2 separate regions of the Mus musculus genome follow, and region 2 is linked to region 1. Evidence: chromatin contacts called from public HiChIP or PLAC-seq data. All regions are on one chromosome and are shown on one strand. The core of a region is the stretch at or near the end of the contact, and the rest is flanking DNA. Distances in the headings are between cores, read along the strand shown. Region 1 has its middle 42 kb from the start of Gm27217. Region 2 holds the start of Rab5a (RAB5A, member RAS oncogene family).

Region 1 (5,603 bases), core at 1,640-4,139:
GAGATGTGTCATTGTTTAAAATCACATTGTAGTGATAAGTTAACAAGTATCACCTCTCTCCCTCTCCCTCCCCCACTCTGACCATGCATGTGCAGAGATCAGATGAACATGTAGGGAATCTTGCTCTATTAGTCTCTTCCTTGTTCTATTTTTCTTTTTTTTTTATTAGATATTTACTTAATTTACATTTCAAATGTTGTCCCCTTTCCTGGTTTCCCCTCTGATACCCCCTATCCCCTCCCCTCTCTCCCTGCTCACCAACCCATACCCACTTCCTGGCCCCAGCATTCCCCTAAACTGGAGCATAGAGCCTTCACAGGACCAAGGGTCTCTCCCCGCATTGATGACTGGCTAGGACATCCTCTGCTACATATGCAGCTGAAGCCATTACTCCCACCATGTGTAGACTTTGGTTGGTGATTTAGTCCCTGGGAGCTCTGGGGGCACTGGTTAGTTCATATTGTTGTTTGTCCTATGGGGCTGCAAATCCCTTAAGCTCCTTGGGTCCTTTCTCTAGCTCCTTTATTGGGGACCCCGTGCTCAATCTAATGATAGGCTGCGAATATCCACTTCTGTATATGTCAGGCACTGGTGGAGCCTCTCTGGAGACAACTATAAGAGGTTTTTTTGTCAGTAAGCACTTGTTGGCATCCACAAAAGTGTCTGGGTTTGGTGATTGTATATGAGATGGATCCCCAGGTGGGGCAGTCTCTGGATGGTGATTCCTTCAGTCTCTGCTCCACACTTTGTCTTGTTCTTTTTGAGACAGGATTTCACTGAATCCAGAGCTAGGCCAACATCCAGAAAGTCCCAGAAGTCCTCTTGTCTCATCCCTCCCAGCCATGAGGTCATATGAGTTCATGCCACATTTGCTCTTTCTGGAGTTACTGGGGAGTCAGCTCTGGTCCATGTGCTTGCATAGCCAGCTCTCTTACACACTGAACCATTGTCTTGGCTTTCATATCCATTTTTAAAATGGAGTTTTATTTCCAAGTTCTCTTCTAGGCGAAGAGTTCTTTGCCTTTGTAGCCTGAATTCCTTAGTATGATCCTTATTTAGAAAATGACATGGAACTCATTAAAGGATTCATAATTTTGTAAAGAATGGAGGGAGGAAGAAAGCAAGGCATTGTGCACCAAGAAAGTAAGAGGCATATAATCATAAACTTGTTCAAAAGCCAAGAGAACCAGATAAAAAGAGGTTTTTCTCTGACTTAAGGATTTGTTTGACTTCTTCAGTGATTGGTTGATTATCACATTTCAGAATCAATTGTTGTTACCAGACATTGCACAGTACCCCAACCTGGAGTTTCCCATCAGCACAAGGTTTCCCAGAAAGTTTTGTTGTTGCTGTTGTTATTGTTGTTGTTGTTTCATCTTTAGGGAAATAAACATGAAAGACTGTCCTATAAACCTATGCCATGTCATAATTATTGCCTTGATAATTACTAGTTGCAGCAAGATAAATTGGAGCATCAGCAGCCTTGCAGTGTCTGGTTAAAGCTGTAGGAGACCAAAGGAAAATGAAAGCGATAAATACTATTTTGGTCTCTGGTCTGTGAGATGGTACTATCGTCTCTACAGTTGTCACTGTCCAATGAGTTTAATTGCCATAAGCATGCTTTTGTACATACATGGAAATTCAAGCCACAGTGAGGCCACAAAAAGCTTTTAGAGACTAATGTATATAAACTAGTTTCTGTGTAGTAGGCAATATAGTTGGGGTTTACCAATGAGATACTAGGGCTGGATCTATCTTCCTGGATTCTGCAATATGGAGAGTTACTCATTTTTCTTTTAACCCTTTCAACTCCTGTTCTTGTGAAAAAGAAAGGGTCACTGAACTCTTGGTTTTATTTTCTTTCCTTCTCCTCTTCCTGAGGCAGATACCCACTATATTTCACACAATCCTCTAAGTCTGTACAGTCTTGGCTGGCGTGGTCTTCTCGACTCAGTCTTCCGAGTTCTGGAATTAAAGGCATGCATCACTAGGCGTGGTGCCCTGAAGACTATTACGGCACTCTGGGGCCTTGTGTTGAATGTGTCAAGGGCAATCTCAGAAGATGCATTTCTTGAATGAGAGCAAAGTTGAGGACGCTAAGCATTAAATGAACGCATGTATGTTACGACAAATTTGCATTTGCATCCCAAATGCTCTGTTTTGCAACAATAATCCCTTCTACTAAAGCAAAATAAATATGTAGCATCTATTATATATTTTCTTGTAGTCATATAAATTTACATGTTTATGAAATTAATTATTTTGGTATGTTATTGCAGATAAACTATTTTTAATTTCCCGAATTTCTCTGTAATGAGTTATTCAAAATGATTCTAGTTACTCAAGGAACAGGAAGTGACTTCTAACTGAATGGGATGGGTGGGGCAGAGGTGGATAATCACTCACGAGCAGCTCCTTTTAGCTATAATCTCTGCCGAGTCCTTATTCCTGGGGTCAACATAGGTCCTAGCATCTGATCAGTAATCAGAGAAGTAGATCCATTATCAGGTCTAGGCTCACATCTTAAGTGTCCTACTGTTTCTTAAATTTAATATCATTTTATTATTTCTTATTTTTCCCATCAGTTTATTAATTTATTCAATTTATGCCCTGAATGCTGCCCTCCCTTTTCCCAGGACACCTTGGACACTCCGTTTCTCCTATCCCTCTCTCCCCTTCTTCTCTGCGAAGAACGAAGCCCCCTCCTGGAGATTCCCCGACCCTAGCACACCAAGTCTCTGCACGGCTAGGCGCACCCTCTTCCACTAAGTCCAGATATGTTTTACTTTGACATGATGACTAATTTTGTTTCAGTCTTAAAGAATGCGCTTAGACTGGGGACTCATGTGGTATGACTGCCATCTAGTGGCTAGCAGTTTGATTGCATCTTTATAGCAGAAAGCCCCAACAAGTGGAGCGCGCACACACTATGACAGATAACTGTTAGAGGTGTCTGGTGAGAGATTAAACCTCTCACTATGATTAACATTGCCTCCCACTCATGGCTTTCTTACTCGGGGTTCTTAACATTATGCAAGAAAACACATAAGCATATCCTTGGTCTTTTAGTTGTGGAAGAAATCAAAATTGTTGAAATTAGATTGCACATTCAAAAATTCAAATCAACAAAGATTTTCTTGCTTTAATAGACAAATGTAAACATTTTGCATAAATGATATTTATATACTTGACACCATCATGGCTCGACAAAATATCTCTTGGTGATAGCTAAAAGGGTATATATAGGATGCTAGGTAAACAGTCTGAGCTACTGACAGCCAGTCTCCCTGGGTTTGGTCCTAGCTACTCTATATAAAGTATTATACAGATTTTGAGTATCAGGGGAGGAGAGGCTGCACACCACAGTTTGTTTATCTGCCATAAGAGTGTCACTTTCAAGAGCTATGCCATACAAAGAGGTATGTTTCATCCTGTAGAAAATGAATGTTTGTCTCCTTTGTTGTGTAGTCAGAGGAAGCTGTAGGCTTTATTCAGACCACGCAGTTTGTAGTTTAAAAATGAGGAATCAAAACCCCACCCCTGTTGATTCATTTCTCCTACGCATCATCCAAAACAAGCGTACTTTTCTTTTCTATGCTGAAAAAAAAAATTATTTCAAGGATCAACACAGAGAATTGGCCAAAAAAAAAAAAAAAAAAAAAAAAGGAAAGAAAAGAAAACAAGTGGGGAGAGGGAAAAAAAGTGAGGAGAGGGAAAAAATGAATGTTATTAGGAGTTTTCAAAAAGCAGGAGCACTCCCAAATGGTTTGTGAGGACAAAGCACCTGCTGGTAAGGCTCCACTGCCCACCCTCCCAAGTTACACTCAATGCGCCAAAATGAAGGGAAATAATAAAACTGCCTGAGTGATTGAAAAGAGAAAAAAAATGGAGTCAGGGCTCTCTAAGAGGCTCCCAAAACACACAACCTATCACGGATACCCTTGGTTACTCCTCCAGCACCAGAAATGAAAGGTAAGCCTCCATTGCTGAAGATAGTGTGCACTTCAGAAACAATGACCAGAGGCTTCCGAGCTGGGGCTGACCTGAAAACCCTTCCCAAGCGCTAGGTTTTATGACACCAGAAGGAATCATGCAAGTTTCCAAAGGACGAAGGCAACCAGCCGTCCTACCCAGACATGACACCTATGACCCACATCAATGGCCAGTATGACACAATAACCCTAAGGTGCAGGGAGTAGTGGTACACATATCCTGGAAGTAACCAACAGCTCTGTAATTGGAGTTAAGACCCACAAAACAAGAGGAAAGGCATTTCTGATACTGGAAACCTAGCTAGCTACCAAGTGCTAGCAAGTTCATGGTTATTGGAGGAGAATCTATGACCAGATTTACTAAGCCAATATAATTATGACCCTAAATCTATAAACATTTGTCCTTATAGCTACAAGTAAGTGTAGTCTTCAATACTCATCCAAGAACCTTCTCTTTGTTACAGACAAAGACCACCAAAGAAAATCACAGCCAGTAAAAATGCAGAAGAAACATTATAAGAAACAGAGGATCTGGGAGTTTCCTGTGAGTTTGTGTCTCTTAATAATATCAGACGGTACAACCATGAAGTCTCATCCACATGGCAGTCCAAATGTGACTTGAATGAGAAGGACATGCTAAACTTGCTAAACTGGATGGGAGAAATACAAGGATGCCTCAACCCTAGACAAGAAACTACAGGCAACCATGGAAAGTTTAGTGTGGGAGACATGGTCCTCCCCATGGAAGAGCACACCAATTGTTTGTTTAGTGCCAATGTTCAGCCCTGAAACATACACAAAAGAAACATTATATGGACTGAGCAGGTTACAGTTAGTAATTTAGATCTATATACACATATATGCATGTAATAACACTTAATGAAAAAGAAGCACACATTTGAAAGAGATAGGAATGATAGATGGGAGGGCTTGGGGGGAGGAATGAGAAGGAAGTAATGTTATAATTATACTCTGAAAAGAAAAAAATAAATGAAAGCCCATTTCATTGTATAATGAGGTTTACAGACCAGATAAGCAGATAGGTCAGATAGGATACAAAGCAGTAAATAAGTTAGGTAGCAGTCAGTTTATCTTCAGAAAGCAGCTTTGGCAGCTGAAATTGAAGGTCACAAAAATGACATGCTCAGTGGCCCTTATGGTAATTTCTGATGAGACTAATTAATTAAAATATATAATTAGGACAAAGCCACCTGGTTCTGTAAATACTTTACTGCTAGTTAGTGTTTTTGTCAACTTGAAACAAACTGGAGTCATCTGAGAGGAAGGAACCTGAATGGAGAAATTGCCTATATCAGATTTAGCTGTAGAAAAGCCTGTAGGGCATTTTCTTAACTTGTCATTGATGTGGGAGGGCCCCGCCTAGTATGGGTGGTGCCACTCCTGGGCTGGTAATCCTGAGTTCTAAAAGAAAGCAGGCTGAGAAAGCCATGCACATCAAGCTGGCAGTCAGTGTTCCTCAATAGATTCTACACCAGCTCCTGCCTCTAGCTTCCTGTCCAGTTTGGAATTTCTGCTGTAGCTTCCCTCAATGGACAGTGATTCATATATTTAAGCCAAATAAACTCTTTCTTCCTTAAGTTGCTTTTTATT
Region 2 (5,152 bases), core at 1,367-3,866, 920 kb before region 1:
TACTTAATTATAGAAATTTATATTTCCTATAAAATTTGAATTAATACATGGAACACTTGATAATGACAAATTCATTAACGAATATATCCATAAGATCTCCGTGCTATCTGTTTGTTGTTTTAAGACAACGGCTCTCTGTTTAGCCATGGCTGTCCCTGAACTCAGAGATCAATCAGTACATCTGCCTTTGCCTCCTGAGTTCTCTAATTAAAGGTATGCCACACCAAGCCCAGCTCCGTTTTTAAGATACCATCTTCTAGCCTAATCTAGTTACTAGCTTTGAAGAGTTCCTATCTTTACCAATAAATACCAACACATTTACAGATGAAATGTTTGAGCTGCTTCTAACCAACAGCACATAAATAAAACTACCATTTCATCCTGGCATGATGGAGCTTGTCTGTGGTCCTAGAACTTGAGAAGCTGAGACAGAAGCATGCCAGTCAGAAATATTTAGCAAGGCTTGTCTCAAAACAACAGACACAGTGGGCCAAGATTTTAATTCTAGCACTCCAGGGCCAGAAAAAGGTGGATGAATGGCTGTGTGTTCCAAGTTAGCCTGGCCTGCAAAGCATGTTTCAAGTCACCCAGAACTATACTGTGAGAGCTTGTCAAAAGTAATTAAGCAAAATTCCCATTTCTCCCCAATCCATAAAACAAACCAGATTCTGAAGTCTAGTCTCAGCTATGTCAATCTAAGTTTTAATTTTCAAATTTTCTATATTCATTATACCCTAACATTGCACAGCAACTGTTAAGAATTAAATAAGACAACATATCTAGTCTCTGATACAGTGCTTACTAAGTACACAGTGTTTGAAACTGGCAATTAAAATGGCCTCTTGGTGAATTAGTTAATTAATTAATGCTTGTAGATCAATAGACTTCATACAGACTGAAAAAGGCACCAACATACCTTCAGCTTAAATGTTTCTCAATTGTTCCTTACCTATAAAACAGTAAATGACTTATCCAGGACAAAACTTGTTCTGTATTCCTATGGTACTTCCAAAATCTCAGGGAAAACATCGATTCTCACAGAAAATACAAACAAAATTTTGTACTTAGTTTTTAAAAACTGTTTCCTGCCCCACATCCCGATCACATTTTTGAGGGACAGGGACTTGTCGCCTAGGCAAGCACAGGATAGGTTACGGATGGCCTGGACTCCTGATCCTACCTACCTCAGCTTCCAGAGTGCTGGGATGACAGGCGGGGTGCCTTCACAGTCAGTGTCTTTTAAAGTGCAAAGCTACTAAATCTTTTACTTCCAAAGACCTCAAACGGAAATAAGCCCAAGTATAAACCTACACAGGTTGAACATGGTATTAATGTTAAGTGCGAGGGCTGGGGGTGTTCAGTGAAGCTACTGCTCAGTGCACAGAGGTTCTGCACTTATAACTTGTACTTTTATTCCGTCAAAGAAAACTTTTGCATAATATGCATCTCCAATCTTTAAAATAGTTTTTTTATACAGTTAGGAAGTCTTTGATTAAAAAAATTGCACTGAGCCCTTAAATTGTGCCAGGCACTGTTGTGCTGCCTACTTTGTTCACAACCCCACGGGTTCAAATTTTACATTAAGAACGATTCTGGGCAGACCTCAATATTCTGGAAGATGTAACAGTTTTTTTTTTTTTAATTAGTTACGTGCAAGGCAACTGATTCAGAACTTTAAATCCATTTCGGCGAGGCAAAAACTAATATGCCAAGAGTGACAGTCAAAGCTTTAAACTTCTGGAGGCGTTAGGATGTTAACCTGCTCGCACCTTGGCCCGGGCTTCCCACCTCCCACGGAAGGGACCAGAGGATCCCACTACTCGCACAGCCCGGCCAAGCCGGTCAGAGGTAGGCGGAGCTCCCCAATCCCCACCTGCTGGAGGCCTGGGTTCCTGTCTGGAAGAAGCCGAGAAATCAAACCGGGGTGCCGGGGCCAGGAGCTCCGCTGGGCCTGGTGGGCGCGCTCCTGAGCCACCCCCGTCACCCCGGATGCGATCCGGCTCAGTAGCCGGGACAGAGCCCCAAAGACCGGGCTGGAGACCGCCAGGGCCCCAGGCTCTTCCCACGGCGCCATCTTGTGAAGGGAAGAGGGTGCCACCCGCCGCTCCCTCAGAGGATTCCCCACGTCCCAGGCCCCGAAGCTGCTAGAAGAATGAGTCACTAAGCGCTGAGGGCCCGCGGCGGCTTGGAGGCCCCAAGCCCGGCCCGGGACCACAGGGACCCGCCCCGACGGCGGCTTACCTGGGCCGCGTCTCCCGGCAGCGAGGCCACGCACGGCCCGGCCCGGCCCGGAGATCGGATGCGCCGCGGCTGCAGCGGCGGCGTCGCCTGCTCGCTCCTTCTTCTCACCCTGGCCGGCGCGGGACTCTGAGCGCCGCCCGCCGTGCCGCCGCCCCTGCCGGGCTGCGTCTCCGCCTCTCCGTTCCGCCTTCCTTTCTCCTCCTCCTCCAGAGTCGCCGCGCTCGAGTTCCGAGGACTTCTTCCTCGTCGTCGTCGTTCTCCTCCTCCTCCTCCCTCGGTCTCCTCCCCTCAGACCGCCCCGGCTCCTCACGAACCAAAACACAAACACTCGGGCTCCAGCGCAGGAACTGCTTCCGCCGGCTCCGCCACGTAGCCGCACGCAGCGAAGAACGCCGTGACGTCATTTCCGCCGCTGCCCCTCCCAGGAGGCCGGCAGCGGCTTCCTAAGGGGGCGGGGCCGAAGTCACGTGACATCCCCGGGTGCGCTAAGGGAGAATAGTTCGGCCCTCTCTAACGCCTCCTTGATCTGAACCGACATCTTTGGGCTCCGGCTGCAAGGCGAGGCAGGAGCGTCAGGAATGAAGAGGGGGGCGTGGGGTTGCGTCACGTGTCTTCTCCAATTCCCTGGGGCCAGACCTACTCACTTCCTTGCTCTGCCTTCCTCCTCCCCGGGGCTCCACCCTCAGTACCACCATTGTTATCTGGGTGGCGGCGCTCTAAGCCGGCGGGTTGGGAACCCGAGAGGCGTGGGCCAGACCTGCGTTTTATGGGTCTCATCGGAGCTGACAGGGTCCCCACTGCCATTGTCAGCCTGGGTTGTCTTCCCATTGCGGCGATTTTCGGTCTGATGGTTCACTCACAGGCCTCTCACACCACTTCAGCAGCTCAGTAAAGGGGTTTAGGCGAGCGAGGGCTCCTGTGGCTCTGGAAATGCCCTGCTTTTCCGAGAATGGGCGTGTCTGTGATCTCGGAGAGAATTAAGACCCTTAAATTCAAAAGCTGCCTTTAGACAGCAAACCTCAAAAGAATAACTTGCTTTTATTGAGAGTTTACCTGTGTGTGTGGTTTTTTGTTTTGTTTTGTTTGTTTTTTGAGTGAAAAGGAGGAAATCCTAATAATTAGCGTTTATTTGGAATTCCCCATTGAACTAAGTAGTAAACATTTTGGAGTGATCTCTCTCTCTCTCTCTCTCTCTCTCTCTCTCTCTCTCACACACACACACACACCCATTGATAAGCACAGTTGATAAGCACACAGAGTCCTGGCATGTTTGTGGAATGAATGAGGGAGGCAAATAATTTGGCCACGATCACAGGTTAGATATAGTCTAGCCTGCAGCCGGCTCCATAACACTAGTTCTTAAGATTCCAATGAACAGCAGCCCAAGATGTTTATGGCTGCCCACAGCACACCTATTTAAGACGTTCCCTTGATCCGCATAGGTCCAAATACTCCACTCCCCTAAATTCTGGCACTGGTTTCTATCAAAAGAGTCATTCCTTGTCTCTGTCAGAAAGGTTCTGTGGTGCCTATTAGCATACCAAAACACAAGGCTAGCCTTCTGATTTACTCAGTACCTGTGGCTCTTCTCACCCCACTTCCTACCCTAAACTTCTCCAAGTCATGAGCTTCCCTCTTCTAGTTTCTCATTCCCATGTAACCCTACTATTTGACTCTCTCTCTCTCTCTCTCTCTCTCTCTCTCTCTCTCTCTCTCTCTCCCTCCCTCTCCCTCTCCCTCTCTCCTTCCCGCTCCCCTCTCCTGTGGCCTCCTTTGCTCCTTTGTCTTCCTGTCTCACTACCCCATCCCACCCCATGGCCATGTCCAGTCTACACTTTTCTCTCCCAGCTCTGGATTTTTCCAGATGCCTCTGGCTGTACTTTCCCTCATACCTACAACAAAACCCTTCCTTCCCTTCAAACAAGCATGCCTTTGAGTAGTCGTGGCCTCAGTTTATACATCTGGCACTACAAACTTCCTTTATACACAAACCACACGGACATGAATGCTTTGATCAAATCCACCCTTCCAATTTCCTTTCCCCCAAATACTCTCATATTCCACCATGACTTTTCCTCCTTAACTTCAAGTACTCTTTCTTTAAAATCATTTTTAAATTTGATTTTATGTTTATGAATGTTTTCTTGAATATATGTCTCTATACCATATGGCTCTCAGAAGAGGATGTCCTGCCCTCTTAGGTAGTAGTATCCTTTATTTACCTGAAGTAATTGCTGTCTCTGCATACTGCCACAGTCGGCTAATCTAGGACTGGTCCTGGAAGTTTCTAGCCTCTGTACAATCTAATCTAGGCCTAGAATGCCTTCAAGCTCCGAGGTTCCAGCTCAAACTCCTCTTCAAGCTAATTCAACCTGGCTTCTCACTCGGCCTTTGACTTTTTGCTCTGCTTGGCCTCAAACTAATTCAGGCGGTATGTTCTAATCTTCTGGCTCCTCATTTTCTGGTGGGTTCTGTCTTACCTGTGTCTAGCTTGCTCTCTCTTCAGTCTTTCTCTCTAAAGCTTTCCCAGTACAACTGCCTCCTTTCTCTCCGCACTGCCCATCCCAAGTAGCTTCTCTTTCTTTTCATGAGAGTTGAGCATATCCTGTTCTGTCATATCTTTCTCTGATTTGTCACTTTGTCTGCCATTCAATTAGACATCGCTTTCAAACATGTGCGCTTCCTTCTACAAACTAATTTTATTCTCATTGTTTGGGATTAAAGGTATATACTAAGGGCATGTCTGTATTCTAGCCAGAGGGATTAAAGTAGTATATGCTAAGGGTGAACCGTACCACAACTAGAGACAGGTTTATCCAGTAAACAACAGAATCTCAGGGTTCACAGTATAATCAAATATTCTGCAACATGAGTAGAATACTGAGAACTGGAGTTAACAAGTCCCAAAGAA

What was found. HiChIP or PLAC-seq counts read pairs in DNA pulled down with a chosen protein or histone mark.
Region 2: a contact with region 1 is called in an H3K27ac HiChIP or PLAC-seq map of double positive thymocytes, with 6 times the contacts expected there. The contact joins the promoter of Rab5a here to the enhancer-like site in region 1. A contact is called at or near these places in 15 of 39 promoter capture datasets (the 3T3-L1 cell line, 3T3-L1-derived adipocytes, the C10 cell line and 8 more), 2 of 484 Hi-C or Micro-C datasets (cortical neurons and pre-hematopoietic stem cells) and 19 of 115 datasets of contacts at active chromatin or transcription factors (the 230-238 cell line, the NIH/3T3 cell line, SST interneurons and 15 more).

Annotation. Positions count from the first base shown.
Region 1 is chr17:52,557,392-52,562,994 of GRCm38.p6, reverse strand. No RefSeq gene overlaps it. Among named protein-coding and RNA genes, the nearest start is that of Gm27217, 42 kb to the left of the region's middle. Within about 2 kb of position 2,889, at least 13 of the 459 cell types and tissues checked have an H3K27ac peak or open chromatin away from gene starts, as enhancers often do. A contact at or near this core is called in double positive thymocytes and second pharyngeal arch cranial neural crest, where this site is marked.
Region 2 is chr17:53,476,698-53,481,849 of GRCm38.p6, reverse strand. It overlaps Rab5a (RAB5A, member RAS oncogene family), which reads right to left and starts at 2,616. Exons shown (of 6, transcript NM_025887.4): 1 at 2,242-2,616.